2 separate regions of the Mus musculus genome follow, and region 2 is linked to region 1. Evidence: chromatin contacts called from public HiChIP or PLAC-seq data. All regions are on one chromosome and are shown on one strand. The core of a region is the stretch at or near the end of the contact, and the rest is flanking DNA. Distances in the headings are between cores, read along the strand shown.

Region 1 (7,157 bases), core at 2,347-4,846:
TTCTCAGCTATCTTTTCTGCCCAGAAAGTCTCGCCGAGGTCATTTTCACAGGATAGGGAGAGCCCAGGGAACAGGGCCCTTGAGCCACACTGGGGTGAGAAGCCTGCTTCCCACACCTAGCTTCAGGACAAAATAGGCTCTCCTTGGATAGCATGCTTTTTGGGGAAGTGTCAAGATTACAGGGTGACAACGGATGTAACAGATGGTGCTGAGGATAAAGCGGAGATGGGGGCGAGGGAGCGACTGGCTGGGAAGAAAGCCAAGGATGAGGCTGCTTCACGTTTCTCCCCTCTCCCCCGCACATCCTCACTTTGCCCGGAACCTACAGGGTCCCTCACCTAGGAGTCTGAACCTTGTCCCATTAGATGCAGACAGGAGTCACAGGAGCTGGTCAGGGTTGGAGGAGAGTGATTCTCAGAGTCAGAGTCTAAGAAGAGAGGGACCCCAAAAGTGTGCCAGGAGTCTGATGACCCAAGGAAGACAAGAGATGACAGAACCTGCTGAGGGTTGCTCCTGCAGACATATACAACAGCCATCAACCTAAGCCTCTGAGCTGACCTAAGGCTGAGCAGGACCCAGTCAGAGATGTGGGGCCAGCAAGATGGCATCAGCTGTCAAACCTGAAAGCCAAAATTCCATTTCCAGGACCCATATGATGAAAGACTTGAAAGTTGACCTTTGACCTCCACACACATACCATCACACAAGCACACCCACATACATACATAGTCACATACACACAACAAATAAATAAAATATAATATAGGCCTATGGTGTATCCACCATGCTGATAAGGGTAAGTCAAAATACCAACACACAGGCATGGTTGTGCACACTTTTAATCCCAGCACTTGGGAGACAGAGGCAGGTGGATCTCTGTGAGTTCAATGTCAGCCTTGTCTACATAGTGGGTTCCAGGACAGCCAGGACTATGCAGAGCGACCCCGACTCACCTCCATCTCAAAGTACGTTGCTGAGTGAGTTCATTTTAAATTCTAGGCAGCTTGGGTGGTTGAACCCTGGGCTTTCTACACAAGTTAAGTAAGCTCTCCACCCCAAACTACAGCCCAAACCTTTCTGTGTGCTCTTGTAGACTCCAGTCTAAGACAGTTTGCAGGTTATCTGAAGCCCACTTTTGCACAAGCCAGAGGGGCAGTCGACACCTGCCAATTGTGCCGCCAAACCTTGCAGCTGGCAAAATATCCAGCGTGTCTCCAATAAGCCCAAAACTACAGTTAACTGTAAAAAAAAAAAAAAAAAAAAAAAAACACCTCTGTAAGGAATCAGCAAGGCTTAGCACATGATAAGAGAGGAAATTATCTTTCCAGGATGATAAGGAAGGGACGAAAGAGACCAGACTTCTAAATTCCAGCCAAACTCCACCCGACATCTCCACCCAAATTCAGTTCCATCTGAGTCCTCCCAGGAGGCTGACAGCCCAGAGCGCAGAGGGCGGGGAAGGCGTCCATCCCTCTGGCACAACCATCAAGGCCCCAAGATTCCAGCCGTAGCTGAACTTGAGTCCCCGCTCTGTGCTTTGGCTCAGTATGGGGATAATAATGAAGACTTCCCACAGAAGCGATCCATAAGCAAACAGAGGCAAGGTCTTCCCAAGCCCCAGCTGTACAATGTGGACGCTCAGCTGGCCCCCTGATGATACCTCTGGCGACGGTGCGACCAAGGCAAACACATTTTCTGCAGCCATCTCATACCCAGCTGGGTATTTACTGAGTCCTTATCATGTCCTGACACTATCCACACAACTCTATGAGGCAGATACGCTTTTCTCTTACTCTGTAGATGAGAACACGGAGGGTTAAACAGCTTGCAAGAGGTCCCATGACCAACAAGTGGTATCTCTAGGAATCCTCTCGGGCCACTGATGCTGGCTGCTTTACACATACTCTCATCCGGCAAGATCAACTGCTAGACAAACCTCTGACCTCAATACAGAACAGACACACCTTCTGGTCGGCTAAGCACAGAAAACACAGCGTCAGACAGGCACACACACACACACACACACACACACACACACACACACCCCTTTTGGTCTCCATCCACTAGGCAGGTTTATAAGGACTCAGCTGTTTTCCTGCAGTACATAAATTCCATTTTACGTACTGCATTTCACGCCGCGGGAGTGAAGTGGACCTTGGTTTGGCCCAGCCTCTGCATCTGTTACCCATGAAGTCAAACTTACTTAACAGACACACAGCCCCCTCCCCAAGGGGCACAGAACACACCAGTCTACACATTATGAAAGCTCCTGCTTTGTTATGCATATTCGCAAAGACCAACAAATGTATTTTCAGATTAAAGAAGAAATTTGCATATATAAATTCAGATGACAGTATTTATAGCAAAATTACATAAGTCCTGGCTCCCTTATTTAGCCCCAGAACCAATTCGTTATCGGTCACACATTCAGAATTCTCCCTCCCTCCAACAGCCCTGGGCCCTCCTCCACCTCCTCCCTCTCTTCCCCTCCTCCCCTTCCAGTCGACCAGGGCCTCACATGCTGGCAAGAGGACACAGCTTCCTTCACCGTCACAGCCTAGCCTCCCAGACACACCCAAATCCAGCCTTAGACACCAAGAGTGCAGACAACCCCCAAAAGGCCTCCCTCCGCATGCTATAGCCTGGCTCAAGTCCACAGACACCCCCCTTAGGACCACCAAGGGGCGTCAGCCTAGAGAGAGGCAGGTCCAGACTGGGGCCCAAACAAACACTCAATGGTTTGGATCTGGAATCACTTCAGCTCCTGGGAATGGCTGCCGCAGAGCCAGAGCCAACCACTGAGGCCCTGGACCTGTCTGGAGTCGCACCCAGGATCCAGGTTCCCGGGAGGGCAGTGGAGGAGATGAGCAGCGAGCCTGGGTTCTTCCAACCCAAAGTCTGCAACTCCCCTGAGCTCTTTCTGGAATGTGTGTGTGTGCTGGGGGGTAGAAAAATCCCTGGATCCCTGGGGCTCCATCCTCACTCTTTGCACCCAGATAACAGCACCTGCGCGGCAAAGGCAAGTACCCAGAGGTGCAGGAACACCCTGGGAGAGAAGAGTCGGGGGCGTCCGGGATCCTCCCCTCTGGACACGAGTCTTGTCTTCACACCTGCCCCGATCAGCCCAGATCTTGGCTTCTTCCCGCGAAAGAGCTCACATCGCGCGAAGCCCAACACTCTGAGACACCCTCCCGGGGTTAGCTCCCGGGTCCCGGGGTTCGAGGCCCCGCCGCGCGGTGCTGACAGCCCGCCTCGCGCCCCCTCCCGTGCCCCTGCGCGCCACAGGCCTCACCGAGACGCGTTCCAAGTCGGTGGCCGCCATGGCGAGCTGCGCACCGGGCGGGCGGGTTGCGGGGAACGCCGGGGCCGCGGCGGGGATGAGCCGGCTGCGGGACGCGCTCCGCCCGGGCGGCTGCGGCTGAATGGATCCAATATGGCCACTTCCTGGAAACTCCCCTTGGCGGCGGCGGCGGCGGGAGAAGCCGCGGAGCCGGCCCCGCCCCCGCCCGCGGGACCGGCCTCCCTACCCGGCTCGGCCCCAGCACAGCGCACTCCCCGCGGCTGGGACCGACGGGGGTCTCCGCGGCTTGGCAGGAGGTACTAGCTGCGGGTGCTGCTGGGACTTGTAGTCTGTGAGGTGGGGGGCCCGGACTGCCACGTCTGGGGGACCCGGGCCTCTCCGAGGCCTGCTGAGTGTCCCTTGGAAGCCAGATTAGTGCATAGCACAGAGGGGTGCTACGTGTGCCCTGGGAGTTCTGCCTCCAAGCTGACTGTCTCTACAGGAACCTGCAAACGCACTGGGACCACCGATCGGATGGTTCATGCGCTGCAGGTCCGAGAGAGATCCCTCAGCCTCTTCTGCCTGTGCCATAGGTCCCACCTGATGCTCTAAGCTGGAGCTAGGGCGGGAGCCCTGGGCTGGACCGGTGCATCCTGCCAGGCAGCCTTTGGCTCCTTGCGCAATGATGAACCGGAGAAAGATGCAGTTTGGGAAGCGGACTCGACATCTATGCGCAGCATACTGCTAGTGATCCTCACCCTGCTTGTCCCACGAGTTTGGAGTTATGGCATTATGCAGAGAGGAACTTGGTTCTCACAGTACGCACATCTTCGCCAACCATACCACTCAAAAAAAAACCTACACAAACGTCTCAAGAGGCTCCGTAAACTTTTTCAGTGACTACAAGATCTAGCTCGCCCCGTCTTCTTTTCCCTGCCTTTCCCTAAGGTCTCCCTGATAGTAAGGCAAACTTTGCCTCTGTCCCTCCACTACCCACGAATGTGCATCCCACCCCCAATATCTTCTTGAGAAACAACCCTGTCCTCCCCTCAGTGGAAACGTATGCCTGCTGGAGGTATCTGGAGACCACATCTGGACTTGGCACACCCCGTGCTGTGGAACACTTCCTGTCCCCTCCATAGAGTCAGTCTCTCTCTCTCTCTCTCTCTCTCTCTCTCTCTCTCTCTCTCTCTCTGAAGAGAGAAGAAGCTTTTCCCTTCTTTCTTTACAAACCATGTCTTGTCTCCAAGGTACCCAGCTGAAGTATCTTGGAGTTCTTAACAGTGTTTTTATTTTGTTGGATGCTCCACCGTGCTGTTGTTCCTTGTACGTTCTCTGACAAGAAATGTGGCCCCGTGCAGCTCAGTTTGGTAGAGTGCTTGCTCGCTAGCGTGCAGGAAGCCCTGAGTTCTGTCCCCAGCACTGCATAAGCCAGATGTGAGGGGCACATTTATAATCCTAGTATTTGGAAGTTAGAGGCAGGACAGTTCAGAGTTCTAGTCATCCTCCATTATAAAACAAAATGGAGGCCAGTCTGGTGACCCCCCCCCAAAGAAAGAAACAAGACACCCCCCAAACAAACAAGCAAACAAACACCTGGGGTCACAGCACAGTGGTTAGAGTGGGGAGGTGGATTAGTGATGAACTTTCCTGTTTGAATCACATCCCACACCCAGCTTCTTAACCTTACTATGAAAGCTACTCTTCTGATGGCGTGTATCCATGAGCCAGCAAGGTGGCTCAGCGGGTAAAGTTGCTTGCCACCCAATCTGATGGCCTGAGTTCAATCCCTGGGATCTACACAATGGAGAGAACTGGGTCCCTCAAGTCTCTGAAAATGAAGAAAAACAAGCAAGGGGCTTTAAATTGTGATTGGAACCCATTGTTTGCTAGTGTCTCCTCTAGCCCTAATGTCTGACCCCGGGAGTGCATGGGAGAGCATGCGGAGTGCATGGGGAGAGCATGCGGGGTTGAGGATTCCATCATCTGAAACAGTTGCTGCAAGGAAACATGCAAGTTTCTCCTCGCTGCCTTTTTCTTTCTCACTCCTCCTTGGCCTTAGACTACCTTCTAAATGGCCTTTCATTTCCACTCGAGTGTTATTTCAAAACATCCACTTAGTTTGGTGTGGTGGCACTCACCTTTAATCCCAACCAGACAGATCCTGTCTCAAATAAAAAAGAGGAAGGATGGAGAGACGGCTCAGCAGTCTTTTAGAAGACCCATAGTTTCCAACATCCAAATCGTGGGGCAGCTTACAACAGCATGTCACTCCAGATGCAGGGGTGTCTGATGCCTCTGGCCTCCTTGGGCACACACACACACACACACACACACACACACACACACACACACCAGGGAGACTGGTGACTTCCCTCTCTTGAGAAGTGTCCACTCTCCTAGGAAAACTTTCTCCTCATCTCCAAGCCTCTGATTTTCATATTATGTGAGTTACTCTGTCCACGCAGCTGTGGGTTTGCACTTCTGAAGGAGTAAGGATAGTCTGTGGGGGCTGCAAGGTGAGTAGACTGATCTTTTCACATGTAGGATTTTCTGCAGCAGTATTCCATGTGGTCCTTATACACACCCAGGGGTACAGCTAGGGTAGGCTGAGTCCCAAAGTCACATGATCAAAGGCGAAGAAGTCCCGGAGGAAGTCCTCAGAGCCTCAGAGCTTTTGGTTGCCTGATGAACATTGTCTCAGAGAAAGCAAACTATATACCACTCTCTACCCCACCCTGCCCTGACCCCAATCCCTCCCCACCTCATATGCAAAGCCAGTAGGAATCTAAACAAGGCAGCCCTCACTGCAGGAAACAGGGCCTTCCTGGCCTCTTGCTTCTCTTGTGTCTGTTGATAGTTTGTCATTTCTTTTGTTGCACAGAGGTTCCAGTTTTTCATGGTTCTCCTGTTATTGTTGTTATGACTTTCATTTTTCTTCTTTAATAAAAAGCCTGGAATGTATCTCTGGAGGGGGTTGCCTGGCTCACAGGAACAAGGCCCCTGGGCTTGCTCCCTGGCACTGGTGGGGAGGGCTTGTAAAAGAAGTTCTTGATCTTTATCTCAAGTTCATAAAATGATCAAAGGGTGGGAGGCCGGGGTGTGGCTGAGTGGTAGGCCACTTGAGTGACAGGAGCACCGCCCTGTGTTCTATCCCCAGCACCAGGGACGACCAGCTGCACTCTAGTTACTGCTGAGCCCCGGACCTCGAGGTGTAGGTTTACTAACTCTGTTTTTTAAATTTCTGTTTGTATTTTATTTTCTTTCATTGTTTTAATTAAATATTTGGTGAGGTGGGCTGAGCCTAGGTCTCACCATGTTGTCCTGGCTTTTGTAGAATAAACTAGACTTAAAGTTGGTTGTGATCCTCCTGCCTCTGTCTTTTGCTTTTTTCTTTTTCTTTTTCTTTTAAAACTATTTATTTATTTATTTATTTATTTATATAATGTATATGAATACACTGTCACTGTCAGTGTTGTCAGACACACCAGAAGATCCTATTACAGATGTTTGTGAGCCACCATGTGGTCACTGGGAACTGAACTCAGGACCTCTGGGAAGAGCAGTCAGTGCTCCATCCCCTGCATCTGTTTCTTAAGTGCTTAGATTTCAGGGGCAACCATGGCTGCTGGCTTCAAACCCCACTCCCTGTGTGTGCGAGTGTGTGTTGGAGATGTATATGCACATGCATGTACAGGTACACTCTAGAGATTCGGTCTCTTCTCCACTTTTTGTTTTGTTTTGTCTGTTTTTTGAGACAGGGTTTCTCTGTATAGCCCTGTCTGTCCTGGAACTCACTTTGTAGACCAGGCTGGCCTCGAACTCAGAAATCTGCCTGCCTCTGCCTCCCAAGAGCTGGGATTAAAGGCGTGCACCA
Region 2 (7,737 bases), core at 4,063-6,562, 140 kb before region 1:
GAATGTTCACTTAAACCCTTCACAAATAGACATGTTGGCTCCTCCCTTTCAGTCCATATTGTTTGTGCCTTATGCTTCTCCATACTGCACATCTGCAAGTCTGAGAACACAGGTCCGGGTAGACTTGGTACTTGGTGACAGTGCCTGCCTAGTGCTACTCACCAAGGCGCTCCTGCGTTGCTAACCCCGCTTCCCTCACAGTGCATCAGCACAGTGTGAATGGTATCGCTCTCTTCCCTTTTTTCATTTTCTATTTTTGAGACAAGGTCTCTGTGTAGTCCTAGCTGTCCGAGAACTCAGTCTGTAGACCAAACTGACCTTGAGCCAGTCCTAGATCCACCTGCCACCACCTCCCAACTCACTGTTTTTTTGTTTTTTTTTAATATATAACCATGTATTTCTTTTATGTTCATAGGTGTGTGTGCTTCATTGCTTTTAATGTTTTGTATAATCCATAAAATAGATTTTACCTATTTCAACCAATGACATTAGGACACTTTAAAATTTGTCCACTGCTGCTACCGTATATATGACTTTGCATACTTGTGCAGATAGACCAGAAAGATAGCTTCTTAGAAATGAAGCTACTAGGTCAGAGGGTATGATCATTTTTAACTTAATACCAGATTGGTTCCCAAAAGCACTTTTTGTTTGTTTGTTTTTGAGACAGGGTTTCTCTACATAACTCTCTCTGTCCTGAAACTTGATTTGTAGACCAGGCTGGCCTCAAACTCAGAGAGCCACCTGCCTGTGCCTCCCAAGTGCTGAGATTAAAGAAGAATGCCACCAACACCTGGCCAAAAGCATTTGTAAAGTGTGTATTTCTACTTTCAGTATATGCATAAGACTGTCAGTGTCACCATGACCCACTGTTGCATGAAAATGCTCTGGTTGAAATTGCTCCTTCTCTTTCATTTTAAGTTCTCACTTGTCCTTTAACTTTGTTCACGACACCATTGAGGACTTAATTTATATCTTCATAGTTCTGTACCTTAGTCAGAGCTTCTAAATCCAAGATTACAAAACTTCTTTCTTCTGTTATTCTCTAATAATCTTCCTGACCAGCCTTGGGTAGCAGGTGTGTGCCATTACACTGGTTACTTTAACTTTTATTTTATTTTTTTTTAAAGATTTATTTATTTATTATATGTAAGTAAGTACACTGTAGCTGTCTTCAGACACTCCAGAAGAGGGGGTCAGATCTTGTTACAGATGGTTGTGAGCCACCATGTGGTTGCTGGGATATGAACTCAGGACCTTTGGAAGAGCAGTCAGTGCTCCTACCCACTGAGCCATCTCACCAGCCCTAACTTTTTTTTTTAAAGAATTATTTATTTTATGTATGAGTACACTGTAGCTGTCTTCAGACACACTAGCAGAGGGCATCAGATCCCATTACAGATGGTTGTGAGCCACCATGTGGTTGCTGGGAATTGAACTCAAGACCTCTGGAAGAGTAGTTATTACTCTAATCCACTTGAGCCATCTCTCCAGCCTCGGGTTACTTTAACTTGGGGGGGGGGGGGGGGAAACAGGAGAGAACATGTCTAGTAGCTCTTCATCTTTTTTGCTTTGTTTTGTTTTGAGACAGGGTCTCTGTATGGAAGAGGGTTTCTAGGGCTCATCACTTCAGATGGTCAGTGAGCTTGAGGTCCTCCTGTATTCATCCCCCAATGATGGATTAAAGGCCTGTACCCCGTACCTAGGCTCATTTCTGCTTAATTGGGTAATCTTAATATTTCAGTTGATTTTCTTGAATGTTTAGGTATCCAGTCAAACCTTACCTGCAGAAACTGTGGCAGGTGCCATTGCTGCCTGTCACTTCAGTCCTTTCTCTTTCCTGTCTTACAAGCTTCAGCGCCTTTCCTGGTTATTGTGGGAAGGGTGTTTATGTCTGTGTTAGATTGTTTTTGCTGTTGCTATAGATGCCCGACTGAGACATTTTATGAAAGAAAAGACATTTTCTTCCATTTGTCATATACTTGTGATTTTTACCAAAACTCTGTGCTAGTGCAGCAAATGTTCCTTTTATAGTCACTGGCTCGTCAGTTTTTCTTTAGTCTGATATGCAGTGTTACCTTGGACAACTCTCTTCCTGCTGTACTGTTCTTGCTTTCTAAGGATAACTACTACTCAGTAAGCCGAGATAGGGGGCTGGGGTGGGGTAGACGGCGTGCTTGCCTGAGGTGTGCTTATCCTGGTTTCCATGTACAGCAGGAAAGGCTGGCTCCACAGGCACGTGTTCTATTCAGTGCCCTTATGACTAAACGCATTTAGGATACCTCTCTCATCACAGGAAAAACAAGCCCAAAAGTGTTTGCTGTTTTCAGTTTCTCCTGCTTTCTACTGCTTTGTATACCCAGAAGGTAGACATGCTTGGAAGATTTGACAATACTCTTGTCTGTTCACTCCCTTAAAAACAGACAACAACAAAACTACCATAATCAAAGCTGCTAGTTTCCTAGCCACTTTCTGTATCTCAGGCAAATTTTATAGGATCTGTTTTCGTAGTAATTGGAGATTGGAGAGATGTTATGTGACTTGGAGCACAGCTTGTCTTTCAGAAGGTGAAGCTACGTCAGTGGCTGCTTCTTTAGATGGCCTACTGCAGTCACCTTGGTCATCCCCAGTGGTTACGCACTGTGCTGCTAACTCCCAGAGAGACCCAACTTCAGCTGCCCGGCCAGCCGACCGACCAACTGTAGCAGTCGTCATTTCTGTGACACCCTGAGCCTTTCTGTACGAGGCTCCCTCTGCTCTGACTCTCTACCCTACTTGGTGTGTGTTCTCCATTCACAAGCTTATTTATGTTAGTTACCAACCAGAGGAAAAAAATAACATTTTAAAAGGCCATTTATAAAATTAGGATCCTAGCATATAAAGCTTTGGAAAAGTAATCTTCACATATGATTGGTTCTCGAAACATTCTGTGAAATACTTTTTGTTACCATTTTCCCTTTTTAAGAAAATAATAGCTGGTTTGTCTACACTTTATGAAAGAAGCATAAAGTATCAGGCAGAGATGAGCGTGGGTTAGAAAATGGAGACCTGGTGAAGCAGAGAGGCTTCTCCAGGCTTACTGTTTCAGCAGCCTGCATCTGATACTTAGACGTATTTATGTTGAGTCATTTCTTTCTCTTTGGCTGGTGACCAGAAGATCACGGAATGATTGTACAGAGGCAGCGGCATTACGTTTAGTTTCTTTTTTTGTATATATCAGATAAGAGGCCAGCAAATGGAAGGGAGTCCGCGCACATCCTTTGCATGGTGATAGCTGTGAAACTTGCCTTCCTACCACTGGAGTGACTTTGTTAGTCCTGTCTCCTGAGAGCTGAGGTAGCTAGGGCAGGCATGGTGTTCAGGTTTAACAGGAAGCTTTGGCTTTCACAAGCATTTCTTCTTTCAGTGTCTAGAGACTACTGCTTTAAAAGAGAATTGAAGTAAGGGTAGGCCTGTGGAGGTTAGTGCACACTGGTACTAGCCCTGGTGACTGATGAGAGAGTCAGGCTTCTAAGTCAAGGCCTCCTTTTGAGCCACAGATGCCTTCGGGTTGGTAAAATTCACAGATCTAAAAAATAAAAGGTAGAAGGGGCTGGCTTTTGATGAACCTTAGCAATTCTAGAAAAACTGGCCACGGTGCATGGTGGCACACACCTTTAGTCCCAACACTCATGAATCAGAATCAGGTGGATCTCTGAGTTCAAGGCCAGCTTGATCTAGAGGACAGCCTGTAGAGACCCTTGTCTCAAAGAGAAATAAAAATTCTAGAATGGCCAGACAGCAGTTCCAGAGACTTTACTTTGTTCTGCGACAAGAACCTCTGGCTAGCTACACCCTCAGCCTTAGCACATAGGTCTGCCCGCAACAGGCCTCTTGCCAGTTCTGGAGAGGCTGCCCCCCAATCCCTCTCCATTGTGATCTTAGGGCCTAGGAAAGAAGTCTGTTAAAGATTTATTTTCTAAAAGGTTCTGGGGATTTGTTTTTAGACAGGGTTTCACTGTATAGCTTTAGGGAATTTACTGTGTAGACCAGGCTGGCCTCTGCCTCCTGAGTGCAGGATTAAAGGTGTGTATGTGTGTGTACCACCACACTCAACCCTTGCAGCTTCTGAGTACTTTAAGAAGTCCTTGGATGCCAGAGGAAAAGACGGAGATGCGTGACAACTTGGGGCCTGGCAGTTCTCAATACCAGGGAAATGGCACTGCTTGGTCCTGTTTAACTTTTTTCTAGACCTTTCCATAGTCTACTTTTCTAATTAAAAGTACTAGGGGTCTGGAGAGATGGTTTTGCGGTTAAGAGCACCAACTGCTCTTCCAAAGGTCCTGAGTTCAAATCCCAGCAAACACATGGTGGCTCACAACCATCCTAACAAGATCTGACGCCCTCTTCTGGAGTGTGTGAAGACAGCTACAGTGTACTTACATATAATAAATAAATAAATCTTTAAAAAAAAAAGTACTAGGGCAGTGATATTATTATCATTATTAGTATACATATTCATATATAATTTAGCATATACTACTACATAGTTATGTCTTTCATATAAATAGTACATATTGTATTAAGTAAAACTGACTTCCTTTTTCCAGAGCAATTATGAAATTTCACAGTATGAAAATGGAAGAAATCAACAAAATTATTCGTGATCTTTGGCGGAGTACCTATCGTGGGCAAGGTAACTAACATGGTGTGTCTCAAATGCTTGTTCCAAAGCTCTGCCCACAGCCTCTCCTGTATGACCTTAGTTGCCAGCTTTGCCTTCTCAAACCCCTTCCTGAGCAAGTCTTTGAGAGTTTTCTAAGAATTCTTATCTTTGCAACATCTTACAACAAAATGAAAATGCAGTTTCTCTTCCAAAGCCCTGTACGACTCATATTGGCTGCAGCAGACACATTTAGCTGATGACATAATGGGTTCTGTGAAAGCGCAGATAGGGATAGGCCCAAGTGTGATAAGAAAAGTACCCAAAGGAAACTCTTAGAAAAGAGCTGGGCCCAGGCGGGGGTGGGCCATCCAGGCTGCATCTGGGCAGACCACATGATCTGAGTCTTCCTGGCCAGAGAGTTTGCAAGGCAGCCAGTGCTCCTAAGGACATCAGACTCACTGTCGTCCCAGGCTTCTATGACGATGTGTTTAAGTGACAAAGGTGTAGTGTAGGTTCTCTAAATTACTCTGCTTACTGTCTCAGATATTGAATACATAGAAATTCGATCTGATGCTGATGAAAATGTATCGGCTTCTGATAAAAGGCGAAATTACAACTACCGAGTGGTGATGCTGAAGGGGGACACAGCCTTGGACATGCGTGGACGATGCAGTGCTGGACAGAAGGCAGGTATCAGCAATCTAGGGAGCCATCTTAGCCTGGAAGATGGCCCTGATGTCACAGAAGTCTTAGAGGACCATTACATGAACGAGAAGCTCCTACAGCTTCCTGGCCACCTTGTGAGACAGACATGGCTACCATCAGTGCACCATCCTGGTGCCAGCCAACATGCCCTGTAGCCCTCTGAAGATCACTTTTAAGAAAAAAGGGTCAAGGGACTGGAGAGATGGCTCAGTGGTTAAGACCACTGGTTGTCCTTTCTTAGAGGTCCTAAGTTCAATTCCTAGCAACCACATGGTGGTTCACAACCTTCTACAATGGACTCTGATCCCCTCTTCTGTCATGCAGTCATACAGGAAGACGAACACTCATACATAAATATATTTAAAAGGAAAAGAGTCAAAGTTACTCAAACCCATTTTCACTTCACAGCATTCCTCAAAGTAAAGTCACTGTTTCATGGGCCCCAAAGATGCATTCTGGTATAACAATGGGCAGGAACATCTCAGAACCTCAGAAGTAATAGTAATTATACTGCCAATCATAAATAACACTAGTAGGGGGAAGGACGTGCCTAAGTTGGTAGAGTGCTTGACCAGCATGATCAGGCTTTGGGTTGACCCCACCACTCTCTAAACTTGGCTATAATCCCAGCACATGGAAGTAGAGACAAGAGAGAAGTTCACAGTTAGCCTGGGCTACAGAGTGAGTGAGCCCAGCCTGGGCTACAGAGGGCCATATTCAGATGAACAAACAACACAGCAAACTAGGAGACATTCTAATCTGTGTCACTGAGAATATAGCCCCTGCATGGGCCTTAAGCTCCATTTCCCCAGCACAGCTTTGGGCTGGGCCTCAGACCATTGAATAGAGAGATCTGCTGTCAGAGCTTTGGTATCATAGGGACTTTCTGCCCCTTACCACTTAAATAAGACACAGTGGCACTACATGAAGCTCCTGGAGGAGGGGTAGTATGTAGGTTTGGAGTACAGGGGAAGTCAGGATGAGAAATGATGTCTCAATAAGGCTAAAGCATGAGACCTGCATCCCAGGAGCACAGGAAGGTCATGAATGTTTGATTTCTGCTAACCATACACAGAGTGCGGATTCTGAGCTGTCATATTAAAGCAGATTTTCATAAAACTTCACAGGCTTAGGGAAGGATGTCACATTACTGGCATAATTATCCCCGTTACTGCCAACCCAGGCAGCTCACACCGATTTCAGGCAAATGAAGGTTACTGTCAAGACCATAGTCTGAAGAAATGACTGACTTGTAATCTATAAACAGGATCCCTGCCTGCTTTGTTTGCTGATGTCTAATGTTGACTATAAATGAGTTTGAAACATGGTTTGTGAACAAAAGTCAGTTTTCCTAGAGCTGCTCTTAAATTGAGAAAACTGGCAGTGCTTGCCTCCTGGTGTAAGGAGAGGTGTCGGATGGATGGTATAGAGGCTGTGGGCCAAGCTGCAGCGTCATGTGAGTGAGTAGTGGTAAACGGGCAGGAGTAGGGGTCAGAAGCAGGAAGGAAGTGTCTGCCCCTCCAAGGGACAGTAAGCTCCTGCACTCTGCTGACCTGCTCGGGGAGTCAGAGGGAAAGTGTGTACTGCCCTGCATTCAGCAGCCCAGAAATTCAGCAGGCAGTGAGGTTAGAGCTCACACAAGAGCACTATGCACTGCCCAGACAGTCTGGGTCCCTTTGCTGTGTCCCTCCAACCCTGAGAGGGCTGGGGCTGAATCTGAGGGTTTAATGTCTCATTTTTAATAACCATGAATGTATTTAGTAGGCTCCCTACAGATAGATGCAAATAGAGCCATATTCTAGTAACTCCAACATAGAATTTGTTCTCCCTCATTGACACAATTACACAAGCAGACACGGTGTGATTTAGAACACACTACCTGGCTTCTCTTTTGGACCAGAGAATTATGGAGATTTAAAGATATCTCTCTAGAAGTTAAAGTGCCTGTGAGGTTAGGAAGATGTAGTGTCCTTGGATTTTCCAGTCAGTTTCATGGCTGAGGGCTGTAAGGCCTGGTGTGGTTTCATACACCTTTAGTCCCAATGCTCAGAGGGCAGAGGCAGGCAGATCTCTGGGTTTGCTGCCAGTCTGGTCTGTGTAGTGAAGTACAGGTGAATCTTAAGACTGCTATTAATATTATCAAGTGCTTATAAATTGTATGCATCTACCGTTAGCCTGTGATGCCAGTTTTTAGTAAATCTGGAATGCTTCCAGGCTGTTTCTCGGTATTTTATTTCAGCACAAATGATAAGCAGAGAAATGTGGTTAATGGTCCACCTTCCAGAAAAGCTTGTATCTCCATTGAACTGTCCTTGACTTCAGCCACCTGTGACATTTCCCACCTCTTACTACATAGCCTGGGATGGCCTAAAACTCAGAGATCTCCC

What was found. HiChIP or PLAC-seq counts read pairs in DNA pulled down with a chosen protein or histone mark.
Region 2: an H3K4me3 HiChIP or PLAC-seq map of the SCID.adh cell line shows a contact between it and region 1, with 18 read pairs. The contact joins the enhancer-like site here to the promoter of Septin8 in region 1. A contact is called at or near these places in 1 of 39 promoter capture datasets (the HPC-7 cell line), 2 of 484 Hi-C or Micro-C datasets (cortical neurons and nephron progenitors), 4 of 115 datasets of contacts at active chromatin or transcription factors (CD8 T cells, the SCID.adh cell line, embryonic stem cells and 1 more) and 4 of 9 other capture datasets (adipose tissue, embryonic tail, liver and 1 more).

Annotation. Positions count from the first base shown.
Region 1 is chr11:53,516,175-53,523,331 of GRCm38.p6, reverse strand. Septin8 (septin 8) reads right to left here and starts at 3,596. Exons shown (of 10, transcript NM_001347496.1): 1 at 3,293-3,596. The coding sequence starts at 3,322.
Region 2 is chr11:53,652,471-53,660,207 of GRCm38.p6, reverse strand. Rad50 (RAD50 double strand break repair protein) reads left to right here. Exons shown (of 25, transcript NM_009012.2): 22 at 4,590-4,675; 23 at 5,189-5,331. Among named protein-coding and RNA genes, the nearest start is that of Il13, 22 kb to the right of the region's middle. Within about 2 kb of position 5,312, at least 40 of the 459 cell types and tissues checked have an H3K27ac peak or open chromatin away from gene starts, as enhancers often do. A contact at or near this core is called in CD8 T cells, the HPC-7 cell line and the SCID.adh cell line, where this site is marked.